4 separate regions of the Mus musculus genome follow, and regions 2, 3 and 4 are each linked to region 1. Evidence: chromatin contacts called from public Hi-C and HiChIP or PLAC-seq data. All regions are on one chromosome and are shown on one strand. Each heading gives the region's core, a stretch centred on a gene start, on an enhancer-like site or on the middle of the called end of the contact. The rest is flanking DNA. Distances are from core to core; before and after follow the strand shown.

The links. Hi-C and Micro-C count contacts between places; a contact is called where the count stands out from the background. HiChIP or PLAC-seq counts read pairs in DNA pulled down with a chosen protein or histone mark.
Region 2: a contact with region 1 is called in a Hi-C map of bone marrow-derived macrophages, with 15 read pairs. The contact joins two enhancer-like sites.
Region 3: a contact with region 1 is called in an H3K4me3 HiChIP or PLAC-seq map of bone marrow-derived macrophages, with 5 times the contacts expected there. The contact joins two enhancer-like sites. A contact is called at or near these places in 1 of 15 datasets of contacts at CTCF or cohesin (pro-B cells), 24 of 484 Hi-C or Micro-C datasets (the AML12 cell line, B cells, the BV-2 cell line and 15 more), 4 of 115 datasets of contacts at active chromatin or transcription factors (bone marrow-derived dendritic cells, bone marrow-derived macrophages, fibro-adipogenic progenitors and 1 more) and 1 of 9 other capture datasets (embryonic stem cells).
Region 4: a contact with region 1 is called in a Hi-C map of bone marrow-derived macrophages, with 22 read pairs. The contact joins two enhancer-like sites. A contact is called at or near these places in 2 of 15 datasets of contacts at CTCF or cohesin (large pre-B cells and pro-B cells) and 6 of 484 Hi-C or Micro-C datasets (adipose-derived mesenchymal stem cells, bone marrow-derived macrophages, cerebral cortex and 2 more).

The regions. Positions count from the first base shown.
Region 1 is chr10:20,918,495-20,921,154 of GRCm38.p6, reverse strand. No RefSeq gene overlaps it. Among named protein-coding and RNA genes, the nearest start is that of Ahi1, 33 kb to the left of the region's middle. Within about 2 kb of position 1,359, at least 3 of the 459 cell types and tissues checked have an H3K27ac peak or open chromatin away from gene starts, as enhancers often do. A contact at or near this core is called in bone marrow-derived macrophages, where this site is marked.
Region 2 is chr10:20,435,857-20,438,516 of GRCm38.p6, reverse strand. It overlaps Pde7b (phosphodiesterase 7B), which reads left to right. Exons shown (of 12, transcript NM_001347366.1): 6 at 2,221-2,321. Among named protein-coding and RNA genes, the nearest start is that of Mtfr2, 89 kb to the right of the region's middle. Within about 2 kb of position 1,311, at least 25 of the 459 cell types and tissues checked have an H3K27ac peak or open chromatin away from gene starts, as enhancers often do. A contact at or near this core is called in bone marrow-derived macrophages, where this site is marked.
Region 3 is chr10:20,504,414-20,507,073 of GRCm38.p6, reverse strand. All of the region lies in intron 1 of Pde7b (phosphodiesterase 7B), which reads left to right. Among named protein-coding and RNA genes, the nearest start is that of Pde7b, 43 kb to the left of the region's middle. Within about 2 kb of position 1,338, at least 43 of the 459 cell types and tissues checked have an H3K27ac peak or open chromatin away from gene starts, as enhancers often do. A contact at or near this core is called in bone marrow-derived macrophages, where this site is marked.
Region 4 is chr10:20,589,080-20,591,739 of GRCm38.p6, reverse strand. It overlaps a transcript of Pde7b not described here. Among named protein-coding and RNA genes, the nearest start is that of Pde7b, 42 kb to the right of the region's middle. Within about 2 kb of position 1,354, at least 31 of the 459 cell types and tissues checked have an H3K27ac peak or open chromatin away from gene starts, as enhancers often do. A contact at or near this core is called in bone marrow-derived macrophages, where this site is marked.

The DNA of each region.
Region 1 (2,660 bases), core at 110-2,609:
TTTATAATTGTTTCCCTCCTTTAATACATAACAGATTTTGTGGCCATGTTAATATAGCAGCTGTACTGAATAGCTTTCCTTCAACCAAAGAACAATGTGAGTAATCTCTTATTTCTAAAATCTCAATTTCCTGCTGCAGTTTTTCCCATCCGTCACCTGGGGGAAAGCCAGGTGAGAAAACAGACACAGCGAAGCACAGTGAATGCTTTTCACTTGCAACACAGAATGGGAGTTTGATTCTTTTGTGGCCCAAGGAAGGGTGAAAACTGCCCAGGCAGTGATTCTTGACCTGGAAACTCTTTTGCATACTAAAGGCTATTTAGCAATTTCTGGGGACAGGGTTTTTGTTTGTTTGTTTGTTTTGTTTTGTTTTGTTTTGTTTTAAATTGCATTTGTGGAGGAGGAAGTGGATGGTGGGGACTTCATTTTTGGTTGTGCTTGTGGAGGAGGGAGTGAAAGGCATATCTCTGGCATTTACAGGGGGCAGGCTTAGGATGATACTAACAGTCTCAATATACAGAGTACAGCTTCACGCCTGACAAAGAATTTCCTGATCCAAAATGTAAATAATGTCCAGACTGAGACATTAGTCTACTAGTCTCCTATAGACAGCAAGGAAGATGTGAGCAACCAAGGAAGATAATCAGGGCTTCTGTGGACCCAGGGGAGGCCCATGGACATTTGTTTACAAAGAGGAGCAGAGCCATTGTTACCTGAAGGGGTGGACATTATTTATATCTGTGGCACAGTTTAAAGGGAGACTGTCTTAATGAGGCAGGTTGGCACAGACTTAAAGGAGAGAATCAAACTCTGAAATAAATATTATGCTTCTTAAATCAAACCATGATTGCATTTCACAATCTTGCCTTGCTTATTTTGTATACTGTAGTGTTGCTGCACTGAGTATACACACAAAACTATGAATGCAAGAAACCATAGTTTATTTCCATTTGGCTGGATTGTGGATTTCATAGGCCAGTACATGCCCTGGAAAAGGTGGTCATGTGGCCTTCCTTTTGGGGGTTCTGCAATGGCAGATTATGAAGTTTAAATATGGTCATGAGAAATTTGTGTATGTGAAAGGCTACACACACACACACACACACACACACACACACACACACACACACACACACACAAACACTCACACAGTTTTCACTTGTGAAAGTTAGACAACCCTGAAGTAGAAATTTCTGGTTTCTTTGGAGACTCAGTTGTGTCATGTGATGTTTTTCTGGAAACTGTCTTATGAGAGGATGTTTGGCTGAAGTAGACACATGGGAGGATGTTTTACTGAGAACGTGGTCTTTTTCAGGAAGCTGCCTAGAGAAAGGGCATGTGGTGTTTTGCTAGCGTGCAGGCTTTAGAGGACCCGTGATGTTTGGGAAGTGTATAAATATAACCCAATAGAGAGTGGATGACACTGTATCCAGGGTTCACCTTGTCATTCTCTGCCTGTCTTGGTTGGGCTTTGCTGACAATGCTGTGGCAATGGTTCACCTTACCTTCTTCACTGACTTCATAGAGAGAAATGCATTAATGAATTTCTCATGATATTCAGCAGCTTCCGGAAGCTCCTACAGGGACTAAGGCCAATTGGCAGAGCCTTGCGGTTTCTTCTGGATTGAACTGCTATTGCTGCTTTGTGAATGGTGTTTGTGAGTAGATGGAGCTCCTGCTGCTGATTCATGTGAACTGAACTGCTGGTATCCCGACAATGAAGGTTGGGACCACCCAACAGAACTATTTCTCAATAGGCCCACATGACCCTTTGCCCTATGAACCTTTCCTTTCCACTGTCTCTGTTGGGTGGTGGGCTAGAAGAGAAGTTAAAGTGTTTAAGGACCATTATCAAAGTAGGTTTTGAAAAAATTGAAGCTATACAGTTCCAAATCTACTGGACAGATTCCTGAAGTATAGATCCAGGAAAGATTTGATGTTACAGTGTTCAGCTGGAAGGTTGGAAATGGCTAGAATGTCTATGTTTAGAGGCAGAGCTCCTTTAGAGGACTGTGACAGATAATGACTCTGCAGGCGTCACTATGCTTCTGGGTGTGTGGGTCGACTGATGACTGACATTGCTTGTAGAAATACCACTCTAATCCCTGCCTTCACCTCACAACATTTCCCCATGTACCTGTCTGGGAACAAACTTTTCCCTTTCCCATGAACTCTAGACAATCTAACAACCTCAGTGTTTCAGCTCCCAGACCCTATTTCTACTCTGATCTATAGGGAATAATGATCTCAGTAAATGAACCTGGAGGTGACAAGGAGTTTGAGAATGTGACATTTTCTAAATTGTTCTGAATGGGCAGCTTTAAACAATTCTCCACTTTCTCAAGAACATCACTTAAAGAAAAAGTTAAAGGCAAACGAGACACAATCTCAATATACTTTTAATATTACTTCTTGATATAAGGAAACATATGCAGAATTGTTGTTATATTGCCTGGCAGACTTAAGTTTAATAATAAAAGGCTCCTCTAGTAAAATTTATATAATTCCATCTTCAAATTCTAGTAACTTAGGATTTTGGGGACTAAGATTCTAGCCTGAATCCTGGTAGATAAGCATCAAACCATAGAAAATGCACAAAGTAAAATTTAAAATGCCTTTAATCACCCTTTGAAGGCTATTTGATTTACTTTCAACTTTTT
Region 2 (2,660 bases), core at 62-2,561, 480 kb after region 1:
GTCAGCCCTGAAATGATGCATACAAGTAACATTTGCAGCAGGTTGTATTTGTGCATTTAGGAATATGAGTGTGTGTGTGTGTGTGTGTGTGTGTGTGTGTGTGTGTGCAGTGTGGTGTGTGGATGTGTGTGTGTGTGTTTGTGTGTGTGTGTGTGTGTGTGTGTGTGTGTGTGTGTGTGTGTGAGAGAGAGAGAGAGAGAGAGAGAATTTGAAAGAGAGTAAAGAAAAGTATATGGGGGGTTGAAGGAAGAAAAGGGAAGTAAAAATGATGTAAATATATTATAACCTCAAAAAAATAATTTTCAATAAATAAAGTGTTAACCACAGCATGATTTAAAAAAAAGACCTCAAATTAATCTTAATAGATTTAATCTTACTTTTTAACGATAACTTATCGGTCCTAAGTCATTGATGAGTTGTTAGCTTAATGTGTTATGCTTCAATACATTAAGGATCTATAAAAAGACCACCAAGGGTATATAGGTGTCAAGACAATTCTGACATGCTCTTATACTAATAGAATCCCAATGAGATAATGATGATCACAACACAATTTGCTGAAAATCCTTAAAATGAATTATTAACGACAGTTTACATTCCACCACTGTGGGTGGAACACTTTAGGTAAATGACTTCTAATTGTTTGAAGAAATCCACAAGCTGGACATTATTATCACCACTTGTTCCAGTTATAAAGGACAACCAAGAGGTTTCACTACTTTCCCAAGGCTAATGACTAGTAAGCGATAGACCTCAAGTCACACGCAGGTCAAAGCCCGCCATCTTTACACACGCCACCACCGCAGCCACGGGTCTTTCTCTAAAAGCAGCCCAGTTCCTCTTTGGTTCTGTGAATTTTCTTATCTCCTCATATGAATTCTCCAAAATAGATTCCTAGTCACTGGGTTGCTTGCCTCTGCCATTTAGTACATTTCCGGTTCAAACCACACTTGTCATGTGACAGTGTGACCATGAATTCTAAAGTTGACTCGGTACCATCAGAAGGAACGTAAAAGCAGCTCCTGCCACCAGGCATGGCACTTACATCTCCTGCATCCTCTTCCAAGGACTGCATGCATTAACACATGGACCATTCAAAGGCAGCGACACTTGGACTCAGGGCATTGTTATAAGAAAGTTGAGGATTATGGTTAAGTAATTTGCACATCACCAGTAAGTGTCAGAGCTGGAGTTTACATATGATATGAAACAAGCCTACTGAATAAAAAAGTGCATGCAGCATAGCAGAGACATGTGTAACCAACCAGCCACAAACTGGCTCCTTTCCAGAGGCATAAACAACCTCAGGCTGATTGCACTCTAATTGCCTGAGCAAAGTAATGGCCGTGAAAGGGGCCAAATAATGTTGATTGGTCTAAAGAGATACAGATTCTTTGGACACATGTGTGCCCCCAGAACATGTAGGAAATACAGCCTTGGCATCTGAGTTAACAGCAGAATCTGGAGCCAGGTTTGAAGCAACACTAAATGAATATGGCCATTGTAAGTCTGGACACTCTATACACACTGAATATATTTCATCCAAGCATTGACTTGGCTACATGCTGAAGCAGGTATTGGCTTCTCCTATAAGCAGCAAACCAAAACTATTGCCTTCCGTGGACGTGGTACTTTCCTGCTTTGCACTGGAGGGGCATGAAAGATGATGCTCCAAATAGGGGCGACATGAACCAAGGAGGCCCCACTTGGCTCAGTGCAGCTCTGGAATAGCTACCTGCCGGAGGCTAAGATCTGTTTTGATGACTGTTTGTTATTCACGTGGTAATCCAATCACTAGACAGCAGGAACCCAAAACACAAGGACGCTGAAAGAGAGCATCATCTATGGCACATGACTAATGGCAACAGACTTTAGATAACTGAAAGATGGTATGAAATAAAGTAGTCCTTTTCCCTCCATATTTATCTTTCCTGTGAATGAGAGCCTTCATGAGATGCCAGAAAGGGGTGATCTGTGGAAGAGGTGAGAAGTCCCCAAAACTGCACAGATCCTTCTGGCCTTTCTCTCCCTTTCCTCCCCATTACAAACACCCAAGATGCCAGGCAAGGCTTGCAACCCACCTTCTTTTTTAAAGGATTCCTCAGACTGTGCACTTTAGAAGCTCTGATACTTTTAAGCAAGAAGCACCTCAAATCAGTCTTACCTGCTATGCCATTCTTACCTTGATGTTAGCTGACTAAGCTTTCTGTTTCCTCCTAGTTATGGTTCAGGAAGATTACCACGGTCACAACCCATACCACAATGCTGTTCACGCAGCCGACGTCACCCAGGCCATGCACTGTTACCTGAAGGAGCCAAAGGTAAAGCAAGACCTAGTTGCCTCCTCAGCCATTGGGAGATGCCGAGTCAGCATATTGCTAAGCACCAAAGTACCCAGTGTTAGGAATCCTTCACAATATGAATGCAAATTATGTATACTAACGTTTTCGGTGTCAGCTCTGAAAATCTTATCACATCCATGAAAAGAGATGTGGATTTTCTGATATTTCCTTTCATAGTTCACTGATTTTTTTTTAAGGCTGCATGAGGCCAGAAGAAAAAAAAAAAAACCCAGCCCACATCTCCTCAGTGGTCCCAAAAACCACCACTTTGTGATGGGCTTTTACCATAAATACTGCCAGCACCGAGCTTAACAGGAA
Region 3 (2,660 bases), core at 89-2,588, 410 kb after region 1:
GGACAAAGAGGGGGAAATGTGTGTGGCATACTTACTTCTCATTACAAAAAGTTGCTTCTCAGATCAGCATTCTGTTCTCTGGGCTTCAGCAAAGTGACAGACAGTAAGGCGACAAGAGTTTGACAGGGTCAGATGGAAGAGTGTGTCACTTTCAGGGAGGCTGTCGTGGCTTAGCTGCCTGGGATGGGCAATGGGAAGAATGTGAAGGGAGAGGGAGAGAAAAACGATGCCTAGAGCACAGCTAAAGTTGCAGTCAAGGACAGTAGGAAGTACAGTCTTCAAGATGATGACTCATGATTGGAAGGATTTCAAAAACAATTGGGTAATTAAAACATTAAATAATCAAATACTCATTTGAGATTCATTTTGAGGGAGAATACTTATTAGTAGACTCTCTACCCCCACCTAAAGTATGCACCAATATTCTTAAGGAACGAAAAGAAGTGGCTTTTCTACGTGTGGCACAGTTAATCCTCATTACAAAAAGAAAAAGAAAAAAAAAATCACCTCTCAGGTCAGTGCACTGTTCTCTGGATTTCAGTGATCCTCCCGAAAGAACCAACAAGCGGGGCTGGTGAGATGGCTCAGCAGTTAAGAGCGCCGACTGCTCTTCCACAAAGGTCCTGAGTTCAAATCACAGCAACCACGTGGTGGCTCACAGCCATCTGTAACCAAATCTGATACCCTCTTCTGGAGTGCCTGAAGACAGCTACAGTGTACTTACATATAATAAATAAATATTTTTTAAAAGAAAAAAAAGAACCAACACGCAAAGGAATCTAACATGTCAGGGCTTCATTTGCTACATAGAAGATTTTTTAATTTTTGTCATGACAAGACCCTTCCATCCACTTAAACACCTGTCTACCGAGGTTTGCGCTGCTGAGCATCAGACATAGAACAGACAGAAAGCAAGGCAGGCAGGCGCCTGTGCTTAGGCTGAGGCAGTTCTGAGTTCAAGGCCTGCCCAGGACACATAAGACTTGATCTCAACAACCAAAATAATATCAGGAAGAAGGAGAGGAAGGGTAGGAGTCAAATTCTCAGCCTATTTGTGCATTTTTATGAATGTATATTTTTTAGTGTTTATTGGTGGCGTGCTAGTTATTGCCCTCCTTGGTCACAGCAGCAGCTCTCAATCTGTAGCATAAATAGGAATTGTTTGGACGGCCTGGCACAGAGTCTATGATTCATGGTCTATCAGAGAAGAAGGGCCATTGAATTTGCAACTCTAGTCTCTTGTGCTGCCAGCGAAGCTAGCCTGAGAACTACACTCTCTGAGAGAGAGGAACTGTGAAGCAATGTCAGGCTCTTTCCTGTGGTCTTACAGTATCCACAGCACGGAATTGACGTCAGTGGGAATTACGCAGCCCTCAAAGGTGTCATGCGGAGGCCTTAAGTGTTTATGTACTCCTGCCCCTCCCCACGCAGCTCCTGCCTCCTGTTTTTCAGTTGCATTCCCCAATGGGCACTGCTGTTGCTGTTTCCTCTTAAGTTGCTGCAGTTACGGCTCCTTATGAGGTCAAACGGTCCCCGCTGGAGAGCTTTGCCAGCTGGGAGCAAACGTTCCTCTATCTGAACTTCTGCTGTTCTCCCTGCATTTAAAGCATGAATAAACTAATCTCCTGACCATCTGGAAAGGGAGGCAAGAACTGCCGAGTATTAGCGACTCTGAAGAGGCTGTGGTGGTCAGCATAAGGCCAGTCATGCACTTAGCCTGTACCACAATAAAGATAAATGGGTAAGAAATTGCCTTGTAGTAGCATTGGGAATCTAATGGTTCAGAAATTGCTATGCTTGTAAAAAAAAATTTTTTTTTTCTGTCAGTGGGTTTAAATCATGGTTCTTGTGTAGGCAAAGTCTTTTTTTTTTTCTTTTTTTTCAAAATAATACTCAGTTTTTCCTGGCTTTTGTCTTCAGGCATACACTGTTTTCGTTTTACATATGAGAAATTCAAGCTTGAAATTCTTGAGTAATTAGAGTATCAAATGAAGAAAGTAACAGTAGTGGAAAGAAGGGACAAATGTAGAGAATATTGTCAAACAAATAATAAAAGACTAGGTTTCTCCAGCAGGGGGCTTGCGAGACAAGAAGAGATTATTGGGAAAAACAAAAACAAGTTTTATACCATTGGATCTGTTTGCCTGCTTTCTTGCTTGCTTGCTTTAATCAAGAGACTGGTGACATCAGTTCCCAACATATGGAGATTATAAAATGATTTCGTTCATGTAAAAAAAGAAAACTGAGTTATACTTTGCATGTCCTGGTGACAATGGGTTGGCCTGTTTTATTGTTTTATTTCAAAACAATAAAAGTGTTTTTGAAATATTTGCAAATCCATGACTGGCATTTTGGTGAAAATGTTGACTTAGATGACAGTGTTTGGAGACCCTTACTAATTATTGCTAAAAATCGATAATGGAGGCCTTCTCAATAGTGACCTTACTAAGACAGTGTCCATGAGAGGTCAGCAGGTTGAGTAAAGAAATCTAATATTCCTTCCAAAAGAACAAACAGGTTCTCCCAGCTTCATTGTTCTGCCCAGTGTAAGCACTGTTCCTAGAACACAGCATGAGGCTAGGACCCTGCAGAGACTCCCAAAGTGCCCAAGTGTGAACCCATGCCTGTGTGTCTGCATACACATACCTGAAGAGAAAATC
Region 4 (2,660 bases), core at 105-2,604, 330 kb after region 1:
TGACGCTCCTGCTGCTGCTCTATAAATCACATGTAGCAAAGTCATAGGAGATGAGCAGGCACACTTCCCAGACCTGATAAGGTCTTTTCTTTTCCTGTGCCAAATGTAACAGATGCCATTTTGTACCCTTCTTCTGCCTCCTGGATACTTGTCACCTCTTTTAATCAAAACTATGAAATATTTGTAATTTTTTTTCTTCAGGAAGGCACATTGTATACTTAAATAAATATCGAGTGGGATGGTTTTAGTTATTCTAGTAAGTAAAAAAAAATGTTTATGACAGAACAGACAGACATTGCACCCACTGTCCTGCAATATTAAAAGTACAAGCTTACAGGAAGTCTGAAGGACCCACGGATTCAGATCGCAATGCTGGGTCATTGCTAGCTGTACCTACCATGGGCTGAATCGACTCAGAATGGAGTGAAGTTTGTTAGTCATTGTGGCACTGCTGTGACAAATACCTAACATGAACCACTTAAGGGGAAAGGGGCTCGTTGGGCTCTCGGGTTGAGGAGCCAGTCCATCCCAGCCGTGAGGTCACGGTGATGAGAGTGAGGCAGCTGCTTGCATGGCATCTGAAGCCAGGAAGCAAAGAGCAAGGAATACAGCTACTCGGCCCACTCTCTTCCCTGTAATCAGTGCAGGACAGCCATCCCAAGAACTGTGCTGCCTACAGTTACAATGGGTCTTTTCACCCCAAGTCACCTAGTGTGCTTCCTCACACACATGCCAGAAATCTGAATTTAGGGTGATTCTCCATCCTGCTTGTCAACAAGGTAAACCATCACAGAAGATGATCAAAGAGACCTGTCCATTTCCTATGTAAAATCACGTAGGCATTAATGTTATATTAAGCCTTTGCACTTAAAATTACATTTTGGTGAGTGTGATATCAATTGATGTATTTCCTAAGAAATGCTAGCTCATTCTGTGAACAGAGGGGTCCACAGGATGGGCCATGTAAGATGCCTGGATTCTCCACATTGATGTAAGGCTAACACAATGCCCTTGTTATTCAATTTATTTTAAAGTCTGCAAACATTGTTTTAAGTCCAATTTAAATAAGTTGGCAAGGCATTGAAGTTTCCTAAGTGGGAAACTCTCTCTAATGTGAGCAGTTCAGTAAAATTCTTCCTAACTATTCTTTAGGCACTTCTCTTACTCTCCTTAAACTGGTGGGTCTCTGTAGACTTGCAGAGCCTCCCTGACAACTAAAGATAAAAAGGTATTGATCTTTTGTAGCAACACCCAGAATCCATTTCCAAATGTTACAGGACTTTGCCTTATGTTGCTAGTGGCGTGAAAATCTTGGAAAGGGGCGGTTGCTGCCAGGGGAGACTCAATGTTTACTCGGGTTTCTTCATTTCCCATATGTGAGTGCTTACTCGCCAAGCCAGAAGCACTTAGTCCCACCGACAGTAACCTCTTATGAAACAGACTTCCTCTGTGCACTGCAAACCCGCAGAAACAGAAACAAAGCAAATCAGCTTGGTCCATCTTTCTTTGAACCAGATGCTCCTAAGAGTGTGCATTGGGCAATTCTTTCATCCACCTAAGGCCAGCTCGAATGGGGGAAGGAGGAATGCTTTGAATAAGAACACAATTGCAGGAAGACTGTTCATCATCTAGGGCTGTTGATAACACAGCAAGCTTGAGTTGAGAATGACGCATATCAGGTCCCTGACGAAGACATCAAAGCTATTTATTACAGGACCTGGAAGTAAATTGGAGTCTCCTAGTTTAAAAAAGAAAAAACAAAAAGCAAAAACACCCTACAGTAATGTCATTCAGAAGGCAGCACATATTCAGGTTGACTTTGAACTTAGTAGCTCATAGCTCAGGTCTGTTAATATTGAAAAGGACTTTCATCTAGTCTAAGAGATATGGACATTTGCACTCTGAGCAGTTAATCATACCTAGTTGCTGAAATTGATTGACAAATGCTAGTATTAATTTTCCAATTAAAAAGACCAACCTGAGGACCAGCAATGTCCACATTTGAGCACATGGTGGGTCTTATACAAATTTATTCTAGATATTTCCATATGTATTACCATATGGAATTACTATACACATATGTATTTCCATATGTGTATAGTATTCATATAGGAAGCCAGATGATGATTTATAAGAGGAAAGAGGAAAGGATTCCCTACTATGGTTATAAATCTGTATTCTGGAGTTGTTGGATGAAAATGGTCCCTGTGAGGGTACACTGAGATAAGGTGCCTGGTGTCCACACAAAGCTGAGAGTCTCACCTTTCTATGACCCTACCTGCCTGTCCTCAACCTAATACATTCACATGGAGAGAGAGACAGACAGATACAAACACAGACACAGAGAGACAAACACAGACACAGAGAGACAAACAGAGACACAGAGAGACAAACACAGACACAGAGAGACAAACACAGACACAGAGAGACAAACACAGACACAGAGAGACAAACACAGACACAGAGAGACAAACACAGACACAGAGAGACAAACACAGACACAGAGAGACAAACAGAGACACAGAGAGACAAACACAGACACAGAGAGACAAACACAGACACAGAGAGACAAACACAGACACAGAGAGACAAAGAGACAGAGACAGATAAAACAGATGCAAGGGGAAATCACACAAAGGCTACAGAGGACGGAGAACGGA